2 separate regions of the Xenopus tropicalis genome follow, and region 1 is linked to region 2. Evidence: chromatin contacts called from public Hi-C data. All regions are on one chromosome and are shown on one strand. Each heading gives the region's core, a stretch centred on a gene start, on an enhancer-like site or on the middle of the called end of the contact. The rest is flanking DNA. Distances are from core to core; before and after follow the strand shown. Region 1 holds the start of c12orf66 (KICSTOR complex protein C12orf66 homolog). Region 2 holds the start of hal.1 (histidine ammonia-lyase, gene 1).

Region 1 (6,618 bases), core at 183-2,682, 160 kb after region 2:
GCAATGACAGGGTGCTTTGTCATCTGTGGGAAATCGCTTCTCTTGCGAGCAACAAAGCGCCTGAAAATACTTGCCCCTCCACAATCATTTGAATCACGGCAAGTAAAACACTTAACATGTGGTATTTCAAATGAATGCAGAAGGACAGGTACTTTTGTGCACTTTGTCGCCCACTGGAGAGGAGATTTCCCAGAGACAACAAAGCCTCCATCTGTCACTGCCCTAAAAAAGGACTTGTTCTGCTGAGACATATTTTGTTTGCAGGTGCTTAGCAAACAGATATAACATTTAAATGTAAATAAAATAATATACTTGATAGTGTTACTGGCACTATAAAAACCCTTTTATGCTGATTAACAAAGCATGCATTTTATGCTATCTGCATTGCCCTGCAGCATATGCCCACAGTATAGTTCAACATAAGCACAAATAAAACTTATATTGAAACTGTGTACAGAATTTTGAAAAATGCCTTGGCTTGCATCCCTCTGGTTTGACTGCGTATTTATTTGGGCAGCAGCTGTGCGCTGAGGGGCACCTGGGTGGCTCCGGGGAGCATTGGCAGAGCAGTGACAGCACAAAATATAGAAACAGGCTGCTGCAAATCCCCAGGCCTTGCTGCAAATGGCAGGCATTTAAAGGGAACAGAAAACATGCAACAAGTTGGTGGGATCAGTTGATTTTTATAGAGCTGTGGAATGAAAGCTCTTGCTTTATTCCCCTAAATATCTATTGTATCTGACATGGAAACAGAAACGATCCACTGAGCCTATGGAGCCTCCTGTATTCCTATGCTTGATCTATACACCTTCCTACTGTACGAGCTGCTGGCACTTTCTATGAAATGAATACAAATAATAAGACAAAGCACAAGTATGTAGCCTAAAGAGAGAAGGAGATTACCCGGCTTCTGCCCCAGGAAGCTCATGCTATGGTAGGCTTTCTCCGCAGCAGCCAAATGTGCCAGGGCAGCCAGCATTAGGGACCAGGAGGCGCCGGCGCTCTTGTTGCCTTCCTTCTCCTTCTCCACATGGTCCTTGGCTTTGTCATAGGAGAAGTTCCCGAGGTGGGAGAAGAAAGTGTGCAGCACGTTTTGCTCCGCGGTGACTTGTGCGGAAGTCAGAGGTATCATGACCGAGCTGGTCATCAGCAAAAGCTCCGCGTCCTCCTCTTCCTCCTCCTCCAGCAACAAAAGGCCCGCGGCAGCCGGAGCATCGCCTGGATCCTGGGGTACCACCATGCAGCTCTGGGATGCGATGAGGCGCTCGGCTGTGGGCAGGGCAGGCCGGCCGCTGGGCTGCTGGAAGGCCACTTCCTGACAGCTGCTCTCCGTGTTTACTGTTTGCACTGGGCACCGGAAACCGGCTACCGGGCATGCGCAGGGGGAAATAGCGCAGCCAGACCGGGGAATAAGCCTGACACCGGAGCCAGCCTGCGGTCTTTCTCCCGCTGGGTGCAGGGTACAGTCCTGGTTTACTTGTTTTAATGTATGTAAAACCGAACTGGTGGGGTGCTAATGTCTTCTTAGGGTAAAGAATTCTCTTCTATAGTAACCACATAGCACGGCTCCCCTCACTCCTACTACAAATATGGAATCTACTCTTTAAATCAAGTACACAGAGGCCCAAACAGCTCCCCACCAGCCCACTAAATAGTGACTGTCTATGGCATCTTACAGCAGCCTCTCTGGCAGAATCCAACGATTGCCAGTCTGGGCCTGACTGCCATTCTACAGGTATCTTACTTGCTTACCCTGTAAATATGATAGGTTACCTGATGTACTAGAAAAGGAGGCATCCCTTTCCTTTCCATAGAGACGCAGATGATTTAAAAGCAAATTTGCATTTTAAAACAATTACATACTTAGCCAGATGTACATTGGGCTGTTTTCAAGCACAATATCCACAGTTCTAACTTAATTTTACTCTCCGAAATCATAGTAAAGGCCCAGGGTAATCTTATTTTACATGCAACTTTTGTTTTCTTACAAAGTCACAAGCAGTACAATTGATCTTATTTTAATTTACCATAATTGTCAAACGGTATGAAGAAACTAGAAAGGGAAGTTTTAGAACAAACTTAATCTTGGTTTGAAAAAAGCGAAGGCACTGAATGAAATCTGATTGGCTGTTCACAGCCCTGCCCACTTTTGGGCATCCAACAATCACCATATTTTCATTCAGGCTGACCCCATGACTATGTTATTCAAGTTTGGGGGGTGTAGCTTCAAAGCTGTAAGGTTGGCAGCAGTTTGAAAATCTTCCCTGTCAAAGTCAATGGAAAAATTGGGGGGTTCGGAGCGGCACCACAATAAGATGTTGCCAGTAATTGGGGTAAGGGAAATCTTTTAAATGGTGCATAGAGTCAAAAATCATAATCCATATGTGTTTAGACACAATGAAATAAATTTGCTATATAAACCCATTACAATTTACATGACCGGAGAGTGAAAACCCACCCAGGAATACAGAGCTCCAGTTAGCTGTGTTTTAACCATTTAAACTGCTTTGCCATCTGATTTATTTAGAATCTTAAGGCTGATGCCACACGTGGCGTTTTTACGCTGCGTATTTTCTAATTCTCTCGGCAGCTGAAAAACGCACAATATCATCATCCATAGAAATAAGTTGAAAAGACTCGAGGCAAACCACACAAAGCGTAAATACGCTAGAAAACGCCTTAGCATGGATTTTTCAAGCGTTTGCCAAAATACGCCAGTATTTGCACAGCAAGCTATTCCTATGTATACACAAAGGCAGCTGCCAGACCTAGCGGAAATACGCTGCGTTTTTCACTATTTCGCACTATTAGCACCATGGAAACGGGATTTGCTAAGTCACCAGTACTAGGCTGAAAAACACCATAGTCAGGGGCTGTGTGGCTTGTGTGGCGTTTTTAGGCTGAGAAAATATGCAGCGTAAAAACGCCACGTGTGGCATCAGCCTAAGGTCCCCCATACACGGGCCGATTGTAGCTGCTGATATCAGTCCCTTGGACCAATTCGGCAGCTAATTGGCCCGTGTAGGGGCAGAAACAAGGGGCCTGGCCAACCGATATCTGGCCTGAAATTGGCCAGGTTAGAAAAATCAGTTGGATCGGGGACCGCATCGGCTTGTTGATGCGGTCCCCGAACCGACTGCCCCATTGCCGCAGTTACCCGATATCACCCACCCGTAGGTGGGGATATTGGGTGAAGATCCGCTCGCTTGGCGACATCACCAATTATTTCAAATGTAGTTTTAAATTTTATTTTTTTTTTGCCATGGGGCTCTGAGGTTGGGGGGGGGAACCTTGCCTTACGCCCCAAAAAACAGCCTTTCAGTAGACTCTGCTTTTTTTTCTAGTAACAATCCTAAAGTAGTCTTCTTGATAGTGAGTATTTTGAAATAAAAGGAGGTTAATCAGAATTGCCTTTAATTAATGGCATGATTACGAGAAGGCTGTTAATGTGGCATAAACTTCAAGGCAGGAGGGTCAAAGGGTCCTCCATCCACTTTCCCTGATCTGCAGCTGCCAACATTATATATTTATGAAGAGTTCACAGGGGGTCACGCTGAGTGTCCTTTATTAATTAATTGATCATTGAAACTTGGCAGTAGCGGCTGCATTTCCCACCCTAGGCTTATACTCGAGTCAATAAGTTTTTCCAGTTTTCTCAGGTAAAATTAGGTACCTCGGCTTATATTCGGATTGGCTTATACTCGAGTATACGCGGTATACTAAAAATCAAATCATCTTTTGTATCTAAGATACTTATCTCTTTCACAGGAGAGAACTGTATGAGTGGGGAGGGGGGGGGGGGGAGAACCCAGGGGAAATCAATACAGGAAGAATGCATATTCCACACATCATTCCCTGGTTTGAATCAAATTAAGGCTTTACATTTGGCAAACACAAGTAATATCCTAAGCCAGTGATCCCCAACCAGCAACTCAGTGGCAACATGTTGCTCACCAACCCCTTGGATGTTGCTCCGTGTCCCCAAACCAGGTAGTTATTTTTGAATTCCTGACTTGGTGACAAGTTTTTGTTGAATAAAAAACAAGATTTACTACCAAATAAAGCCTCCTGTAAGCAGATAGTGTGCATAGAGGCTGCCTAATAGCCAATATTAGGCCTTATTTGGCACCTCCATGAACTTTTATTATGCTTGTGTTGCTCTCCAAGTTTTTTTACAATTGACTGTGGCTTACGAGTAAGAAAGGTGGATCCCTGTCCTAAGATGTCAGCATTTTGCCTTTGCACCATTTTCTAGAGAAGGCACCAAAAGGAACAAATTTTTGTTTTGTGATGAGTAACCCTTAGCTACCAATAAGAGGTTGGCCAGGTGACCAGAATCAAGGTTGAGGAAAAGGCTGGACTGTCATAAGCGGATGCTACAGAGCTGATTATTACATCCTGATGCTATTTGCACTGGTTTCCTAGCTGCCATGTAGTAATTCTCTGTATTAATTACTAATCAGCCATATGACATTTATATTCTACATATTCAGTATACAGTGCGTTGGTTCCTAAGCTCAGTAACTGACAGCAGCACAGAGCATGTACCTACTAAAGGGCTGTGGTACAGAAGCCCAAACATAATATGCAGCATTTCTACCCTATTTGTTTAGTTAAGCTTTAGGTCTCCTTTAAGAAGCTGTAAATAGTCAAGAACATCCTCTTATTTTTAAGTTTGTTTCATTTAGAAGATTATCTAGGACAGTGCTGTCCAACTTCTGCGGTGCCGAGGGCCGGAATTTCTCACGCATACATGGTGGAGGGCCGCTAATGGAAGCCACTCCCCTTTTAAACCACACCCACTTCAAACCACACCCATTTTATCACAATGGTGGTAGTGCAGCAAAAACCCAAATGCTTGGTCCTCACTGCAGGGATATCAACCATCATTCATATGTGTAAGAATTATATTATGTCATATTAAGACACACCCTAAAATCCATATGACTTCTCCTCCCCTATGGATAGCACAGCAACCCCCAGTACATAATTACACACCTTAGGGACCATTTAATGGCTATTTCCAACTGCTAACAAACTCCCAGAACAAACCCCTGCCAGGTTCACCTCCCACAGGCAGCATAGGGTAGAAAGAGTATGGCACACATCACTCTGCCTGTCCTACCCTGCCTGGGTGTGCCATACTCTGCCATATGCTGCCTGTGTGTGCCATACTCTACCTGCCATATGCTGCCTGTGTGTGCCATACTCTGCCCTACCCTGCCTGTGTGTTCAATACCCTCCCTGTCCTATGCTGCCTATGTGCCATACTCTGCCTACCCTATGCTGCCTACACACAGGCAGCATAGTTCAGGCAGTACATACAATGTCTGAGGTGTGAACAGACGAACAATATGGGTGATTACAGACTGAGCCTGAGGTGTGAACACTGCAGGGGGTAAACAATGCATAGATTAAAAGGTGTGAACAGTAGAGGGGATTACATGTTTAAACAATACAGAGGGATTACAGCCTGAATCTGAGGTGAGAACCATGCAGGGGGACAGTTAATCTCAGTACTGATACCATTTAAAGTTTATACAAGAGTAAACCATCAAAGCAGCCAGACAGGTGGGGGGCCACACAGAGGGGGGTCGCGGGCCGCATGCGGGCCGCCAGTTGGACAGCACTGATCTAGGACATGGTAAAGGGTACAAAAGCAAGCTGCAAGTGTAGTTTTCCAAACATTTTTATTAGACCAAAGGTCAAGGAAAGTTCTTTTGCCTTGTTTAGAAGAAAGTGTTTGGTCTCTTGGTGGTGAAACGTGGCTTGTGCTGGCGACGCAGTACTCTGTGTGGTAGAGGGAACTTGATCTTTGAGTCCTGCAAAAAACATTACAAATCATTTGTTTTCATAGTGCTTTCTTAGGTGTTGAGTAATTCTCTAACATATGTCCCGCCAATACACCAAAACTATTGTTCCATGGAATCTGATTTCATGGGCAAGAGTATTTTCCTTGGAGAAAGTAAAATTTAAAAATTCATCGAACAGCACTGTCCTTCCCGACTATCACCAAGCAAAGATCATTTAAAATTTTTTGCATTTGAATTTATTACAAGCAACTGAATAAAAATATTTCCCCACCTAGTTTTACCTGTTGGAAACCCCAATAATACTTACGTGGAACTGCTTGATGGCAGGTCTGCGACACTTGCTGGCAGGAATTACCTCTACTTTCATGATCTGAATTGCATGGGCACGAGCACGGTGGCGAGCGCCCATATCACGGTCTAGAGGATGGAGCATAAGGATACTTAATACATTAGAATTTGGACAAATACGTTACTTAGTTAACAATTTTGATCTGTCTACATAGAAGTTGCCATGTCTTGCTAAAATGTTTTGTACAAAATGATATGCCGTTTCCTATGTTACTTCCCCCTCCCCTCTTTCTTTCTGCATCCCCTCTAATAAAAAGCTAAAAATATACACATTCCAGCCGCATACACTTTGAAGCAAGGATATTTTAAGTTGACTGTACTGTCAAAAAATAAATTAGTGACTATATATCTGAGGACAGAAAAAAAGAAAATAAACGTGATTGGATATTTTTAGACTATTCTATTCCTGGGCTGATGTTTTCAAGTGAACACAGGAAATAACAGCACAGTATCTCAA
Region 2 (6,504 bases), core at 2,000-4,499:
TGACATTTAAAAAAAAATGTTAACCTTTTTTTTACAAGCAGTACACATTGGTACAGCTTGTAAAGGGTAATCCAGGTACCCAATGATTTGTTTAAGTGAACTAACCCAAGTGTAATTGCAGATAGAGCAATTCATGACATTTTGTTGACCAAGTAAAGCCAGTCACTGAATTTAGAAAGCAGAATAAAACTAGAGGAACATTGTAATGGTAGGAAGAAAACACATACTAAAAATGGGCATTTTTATTACTTCCCTACAAATCTTTTTTGTATTGAGAGAAAAATGTGTGTGCAACAAAAACTTACTTGAGTTTACACTCTGGAATGACTGTGCGAGCAAACTTTCCAAATCCTGTATTGATTCCATATACCACTGATTAAAGGAAGGAAACAGGCAAGGTTAGACCAGCACTGCAAGCATTCAGTGGGCCAAAAGAAAAACCTTCTAAAGTAAACGTATCAAATACCTTTATGCTCTTGGATGATACTTTCAATTAAAAGCCTGGATTGCTTCACTTTAAATTCAGCTTCTGGGCTAAGCTGTTTAGAAACAATAATGCATAGATTTGAGTTTATGACCTTTGAGTATAAATAGGGATCATACTTATATAGCAAAAGTGTTCACCTTTATTTTGTAGAGCCCTTTTCCCAAATTGAACACATCTTGGGGTGTCAAACTCTCTCCATCTACATATATATACTGAAAAAAGAAAAATAACCATTCAGTTGATAATGATTAAACTTAAATAAAACAAAATAAAATGCAACATCTCCCAGACTAAGAACACTTGTTTTAACCAGCTTTACGCTCTATACCATATGCATTTTGAGAAAAAAACTATCTTTTTTTTTAAGAGTCCCAGCTGTATTTATATAAAAGCTTATTTCTTCCACTGTATATGGTTGTGCCCAAAATTCACCATCCATTATCTGGAAACCCATTATCCAGAAAGTACTCCCATAGAGTCCATTTTAAGCATATAATTGTACTTTTTTTTCCTATGTAGTAATAACTATAAAAAAATAATTTTGCCATACACTAGATAGATAATACTTCACCAACAATATACTCCTGGTCCTCTTGGTTGACAAAATAATTGCCCTTTTAAAACTTAAAAAATACTTAATGGCACCTAACCTTGGTGGGAGACTGGCCTCCCTTTCCAAGTTGAATAGCCATGATAAAGACCTAACAGACCCTCTGACTACTCTAGGCTACAAGTACTCTATGTTACAGTACTAACTGTAAGCTTGTATATTCATCTTGTATTTTTTGTCAACTGTAATATCATTATTGAACTTGAGTGGATTAAACTAAATAGTATTTTTGTAAGAAGCAATTCAGACAATTTTATAGTGTTTGCAAACTAAGAGACTCTTTAAGGGCATTATAAAACATCCTGCTAAAGTAGAAACATAATAGAGATAATTGGTCTATTCACAAGACAGGGCTGGTAGCAAACCACAGGTGGTAGAAACACAATACTGACTAAATGGAGACAAGGTAAGAGACATGACAATAGGCAGAAAACTAATGAAATTTTACTCAAAGACGACGGGTGGAACAGTGGACACAATTTGATCAGGCTGAGAATACTGAGATCAAGAGACATAAACAGTAAATAAATAAATATATAGGCGAATGGAGTAATAATGGAAACTAGGGCTTGGATTCCTGTTTTCATTATTTATTGTTTACTAATGCACTAACCTAGCTTGTTGCATACTATCTTTAAAACAGGACCAACCTGTGCCTACTGTCAACCCCCAGGAAGCAATTTCAATGAGAATGTGTTATAAAGAAGTTTCTATAGAACTTAATTTGTGAAACTTGACAGACCAGAGGGAGTCAGCAGTTTGTACACATTTAGACTCACAACATATTTACATGAAAACACTCTTATGTAAACTGAATAACCACCCTATTTAACATGTTAAAGGATAATGAGAAAGAAAAGCCACCTACCTCACTTGGCTCTTGGTATTTACTGTATCTATACAGATGTTAAAGAAAACTAAAATAACAACAAAAGCTTTATACAATAACCAATTATAAAACTAGAATATTTTGCTTATCTAAGTACTTTGTTTGAAAGGATACAGATGGGAGCCTTCTGGTTGTGATGGAATGAAATCTGGTGATGTAACATCATCTTCTACAACTGTAAAAAACAAACAAAACTGACTTATAACACTTTATAACACTTTATGTTTCAGTCATCATCAAACCCAAACACAGGACATAAAAATATCATATCAGAAACTTTTATCTCTCTTTTTTGGTGGGTAAATCTACAACATTCAGACCAGCCAGACGCACCGCATCCCTTTGCTTTCATACTTTATTTTTTGATTACTCAAGTTCCAAAGTTGTGTACTTTGCTTTCTTGGGGGCAGTGTAGCGTTGTTAAAGTGGGATTGGGGTAAAATGCTTTTTTTTGCCCTTTTAAGGAAAATAAACCACATTAACCAGTAGTTTTTCATTTTGCTTTATTTGTATAGAACAGGTCTAGTAAAACTAATCAAATACTACTAGCATTCGTGCACTATGTTATTCTGCTCAGGCAGACGTGGGCAGATTTATCAAAACATGAGATTAGAGTTTACCATGGAAAAACTCAACTACTTTCTATTCATTCCTATGGGAATTTTAGAAGTGTATTTATTAAATAGTGAACTTTAACTTTTACGTTGATAAATATACTTCTAAAAATTCCATAGGAATTCCATAGGTATTTCTCAATAAAGAATGTTATTGATTTCATGTTTTCAAGTTTATGTTTTCATAATCTACAATTGGTTAGAATAATTTTCTGTAATGAATACAAATACTGGGGATGCTTTGGGTAGTATTATAACATTTGGGGTAACAAAAGTAATACAGTGCACAGGCAAAATTAAGAAAAAGCATTTTTTCTCTAGATCAAGCATTTTTAAATAGGATAAGTTTTACATCTGATTTACTTACCAACTTCAAGAAATTCATCATTCTCCAAAACATCTTCTATTGCATCATCAAGATCAAGCAAGCCCAGACCTTTACACCTCCGGACACAGAACTTAACATCCTCAACACAGCTAAGAAATTCATTATCAGGCTTGTTCTTAATGTAACGTCTCAAAGCTTCTTTACCAAGCCATTTAATGGTTTCACACGCATCTTTACATGGAATGGTTAACCATTCTCCTCGCACGTGCACTGTGTATCTTGGCATTCTCTCTGGAATGAATACCTCTCTTGATTACAAGATTGTGTGCTATGTAGCAAACTGGTTTAGGAATCAGTCTTAAGTACTATGGGAAGGTAAGGCTCAGCTAGAACTGTAGATCCGCCCTAATAGCACACTTGTAAAAAGTCCCACCTTATTTGAATGAAAATGGACTGTTCTGGGGCAAGGCATGGCCTCCTTCCCAGAATCCCTCCTTTTTTAAATCTGTCCCAGTTACAATTAAACTTGGAGGCATACTAGCTCATCTGTTTTAGAGGTCATATATGGGATGGCGGGGGGGGGGGAGGTATGCAAGGAGTAAATGAATTTTTATGTGTTAAAGATTTTTTGTTTGAATTTTATCAATATATGTAAAAAAAATATTTTGTGCCTATAAAATCCTATATAGTGTTGCCTGTGACTGAGATTTTGGATGCAGCAAAGATATGAGGTGAGCTCCCAGGCATCACAACTTATGTACCAGTTCAAACCGTTATGCTCTTCTGTAGTTAAAACCAAGGTGCCTATAGGTGGCCATACACGGGAACATTTCAGCTGGTGATTCAAGTCTTTTACATCAATTTTAATCAGAAAAATTCTATGGAGATTGTTATTTCTTGAGCTAAACAGGGAAACTAAAGCTACCCTATATTTGGCCCTTGCAAGGTAGATAATTAGATTACAAGTGCATAGAATAAACCCTTGCATAAATTACTTCTTATCTGTAAGCCAAAAATAGTCTCAACAAAGACAGAATGAATTCATTATATCTAATTAAACTAATTAACTAATGAATGGTAAGATAACTGTGAAAGCAAAATAATGACATCAAAAATAACTAAAACAAAAGACAGGATGTGTATTCAGGGCCAGGTCAAGTCAAGCGGGCACCCTAGGCAACCAGTGCACACCCCCCCTCTTGTGCGCAAGCGGGCACATGCACACAGGTGAGCAGGAAAAAGGGTAAGAGAGTGCAGGGCTTCACCAAAAGATCCTGCATTAGATCTTGCAGTTTTTTTTGCAGAGCAGGTACTCACTGAGCAAATCTTCAGGCAGAATTCTGCCATAATTGCCTTACGCATTTCGTGTTCACACGTAATCATAGGGAGCTGAGCCTCTCTTCCTTAGTGGTGAGTTGTTGGACATATCTTATCATCTTGCATATTAGATCTTCCAGTGCCCAAACTAGTGGAGCACAAGCAGAAGAGGTACTTGCCCAGCGCCCCCCCATCGTTGTGCCCTAGGCAAATGCCTCATCTGCCTACCCCTAGTACAAATGCCATATTACATATGCACCAAGCCCTTGGCAGAGATGCAAATTTCCAGGTAGTAGGCTGCAGCAAGCATTTGAGTAAACAGACATTTTTTCCCCCTTTTGTGGTGTCTCCTTTCTGAAATTCCCATCCTAGGCCTTTACCCACAGGCCCTATAGAGTTAATAAGTCCCTGCCTACCATACATGTTATATCACAGCCACCTTTCCCATTGCTACAATATATGTGTTCTACAAGTCAGGTTCAGGGCAGTCACCCTTTCTTGGACCACGAATAAAGGGGTAAGAATTGGTTATTATATAAACATGGACATTTTCCTACCTATGTTTATATAAACATTGTACATTTTCCTACCTAAAAATATCTCTACTACTTTGTCTGAGGCAGATAGATGATCAGTTATGCAATCATTTGTACTAGGTCGATAAAGCTTTGCACCAGGGATCCTGGCATAAGTATGCAGAGGCCCAAACAGTGCCCCAGCCCAATAAGCAGTAACTGTCTATAGCACCATACAGCAACCCCTCTGGCATTTTCCAGAATCCACAAATTAGCAGTTTAGGCATGGCAAATGCCAGTTTAAGTGTATTGCAGCTAGAATAGAACTATATATTTGTTTCGATGAATAAACTTCTGATATTTTTCTTGTAAAGAGAGCACAATTTCATGGTACAGGTTTGCGACCTGTTATCCAGTATGCTAGTTTTTTTTTGGATAAGGGATGTTTCCATAACTGTATGCTATAATTCTACTAAAAATCATATTAACATTAAATAAATCCAATGGTTTTGCAGCAAATAAGTAGTTAGTTCTATTATTACAGAGAAAGAGGAAATCATATTTTTTTTTTAAAAAAAATTGATATTAATGGAGTCTATAGAAAATGGCCTTTCTGTAATTAGGGTCGTGCACACAGGGAGATTAGTCACGCTGCGGTAAATCTCCGTTGTTGTGGGTGACTAATCTCCCTGCAATGCCATCCCACCGGCTAGAATGTAAATCGCTGGTAGGATGGCATACGCGGCGCCGTGAGAGGAAACTTAAGCCTTGAGAGGAAACTTCAGCGACTTTGGCAAATCGCGATGCCGCGTATCCCATCCCACTGGCGATTTACATTCTAGCCAGTGAAATGGCACTGTGGGGAGATTAGTCGCCTGATACAACAGAGATTTGTCACAGCGCGATTAATCTCCCTGTGTGTCACAGCCCTTAGCAATTTTCAGGATAATGGGTTTCTGGGTAACGGATCCTATATCTATTCATTTTTTTATCTCACCTAAACAGAAGTTGCAGAGTGTTGTCATTGCCAGCAAAGACATCTGCAGTGTGCCAGCCCATGCCTAGACAGGTGAAGAAAGACATCAGACTGCTAACAGGCTATGGACTTTCAAGTTAAGGTCAAGATCTTCAAATCCTTGCTTCCTTTACTAGAAGCCCATAGAGCAATCATGGCCAAACTATGTGACTCTAGCTGTTACTTAGCTACAATCCATAGTGTGCTGCAACATATTTGGGGTTTGGCTCTAGTGACAATATTGTTGTAAGCTCTGCATGCAGGTACCTTTACAGCTCTCTAAGCTGAAGTAACCAACCAGTGACTTGAGGGGAGGGGGCAATATGGGACATAACTGTTCAGTTATTTTGCATTTGAACCTGAATATGGGTGCACCCGGGACTGTAGGGGAATATTTTTTGTATTGGGGTGTTGACCTTGCAAATATTCTGCCAAAGAGGGATTTCTATTTTTATTTCTAGGCATCAGTATCTTTATGTAATACTGTATAAAAAATCCTAATTTTTAAATGATCTGGAAATTATATTTTTCCTTATGTTTTCTAATGCACCTAATCTAGTGGTATAACTACGGAGAAAGCAGACCCCCTTATGGAGGGGGAAAGGGCATAGGGGAGCCTGGACCATGGGATCTGCTTTTTCTATAGCCACTCTACAGCTAGAAAATGTGTGTGCCCGCTGCAATCTAATAAAAAAACTTTTACTGGACAATTCCCATTCCATTATTAAA

The links. A called contact is a pair of places that touch in the nucleus more often than the background predicts.
Region 1: a Hi-C map of neurula embryo shows a contact between it and region 2, with 2.7 times the contacts expected there. The contact joins the promoter of c12orf66 here to the promoter of hal.1 in region 2. A contact is called at or near these places in 5 of 5 Hi-C or Micro-C datasets (brain, gastrula embryo, liver and 2 more).

The regions. Positions count from the first base shown.
Region 1 is chr3:57,283,549-57,290,166 of UCB_Xtro_10.0, forward strand. It overlaps c12orf66 (KICSTOR complex protein C12orf66 homolog), which reads right to left and starts at 1,433. Exons shown (of 3, transcript XM_002941253.5): 1 at 904-1,433. The coding sequence starts at 1,240. rpl18a (ribosomal protein L18a) reads right to left here. Exons shown (of 5, transcript NM_001016690.2): 4 at 6,121-6,230; 5 at 5,676-5,822. The coding sequence ends at 5,730.
Region 2 is chr3:57,120,684-57,127,187 of UCB_Xtro_10.0, forward strand. It overlaps hal.1 (histidine ammonia-lyase, gene 1), which reads right to left and starts at 3,250. Exons shown (of 20, transcript NM_001127093.1): 1 at 2,968-3,250; 2 at 2,101-2,161; 3 at 1,966-1,993; 4 at 625-699; 5 at 467-539; 6 at 306-372. The coding sequence starts at 3,214.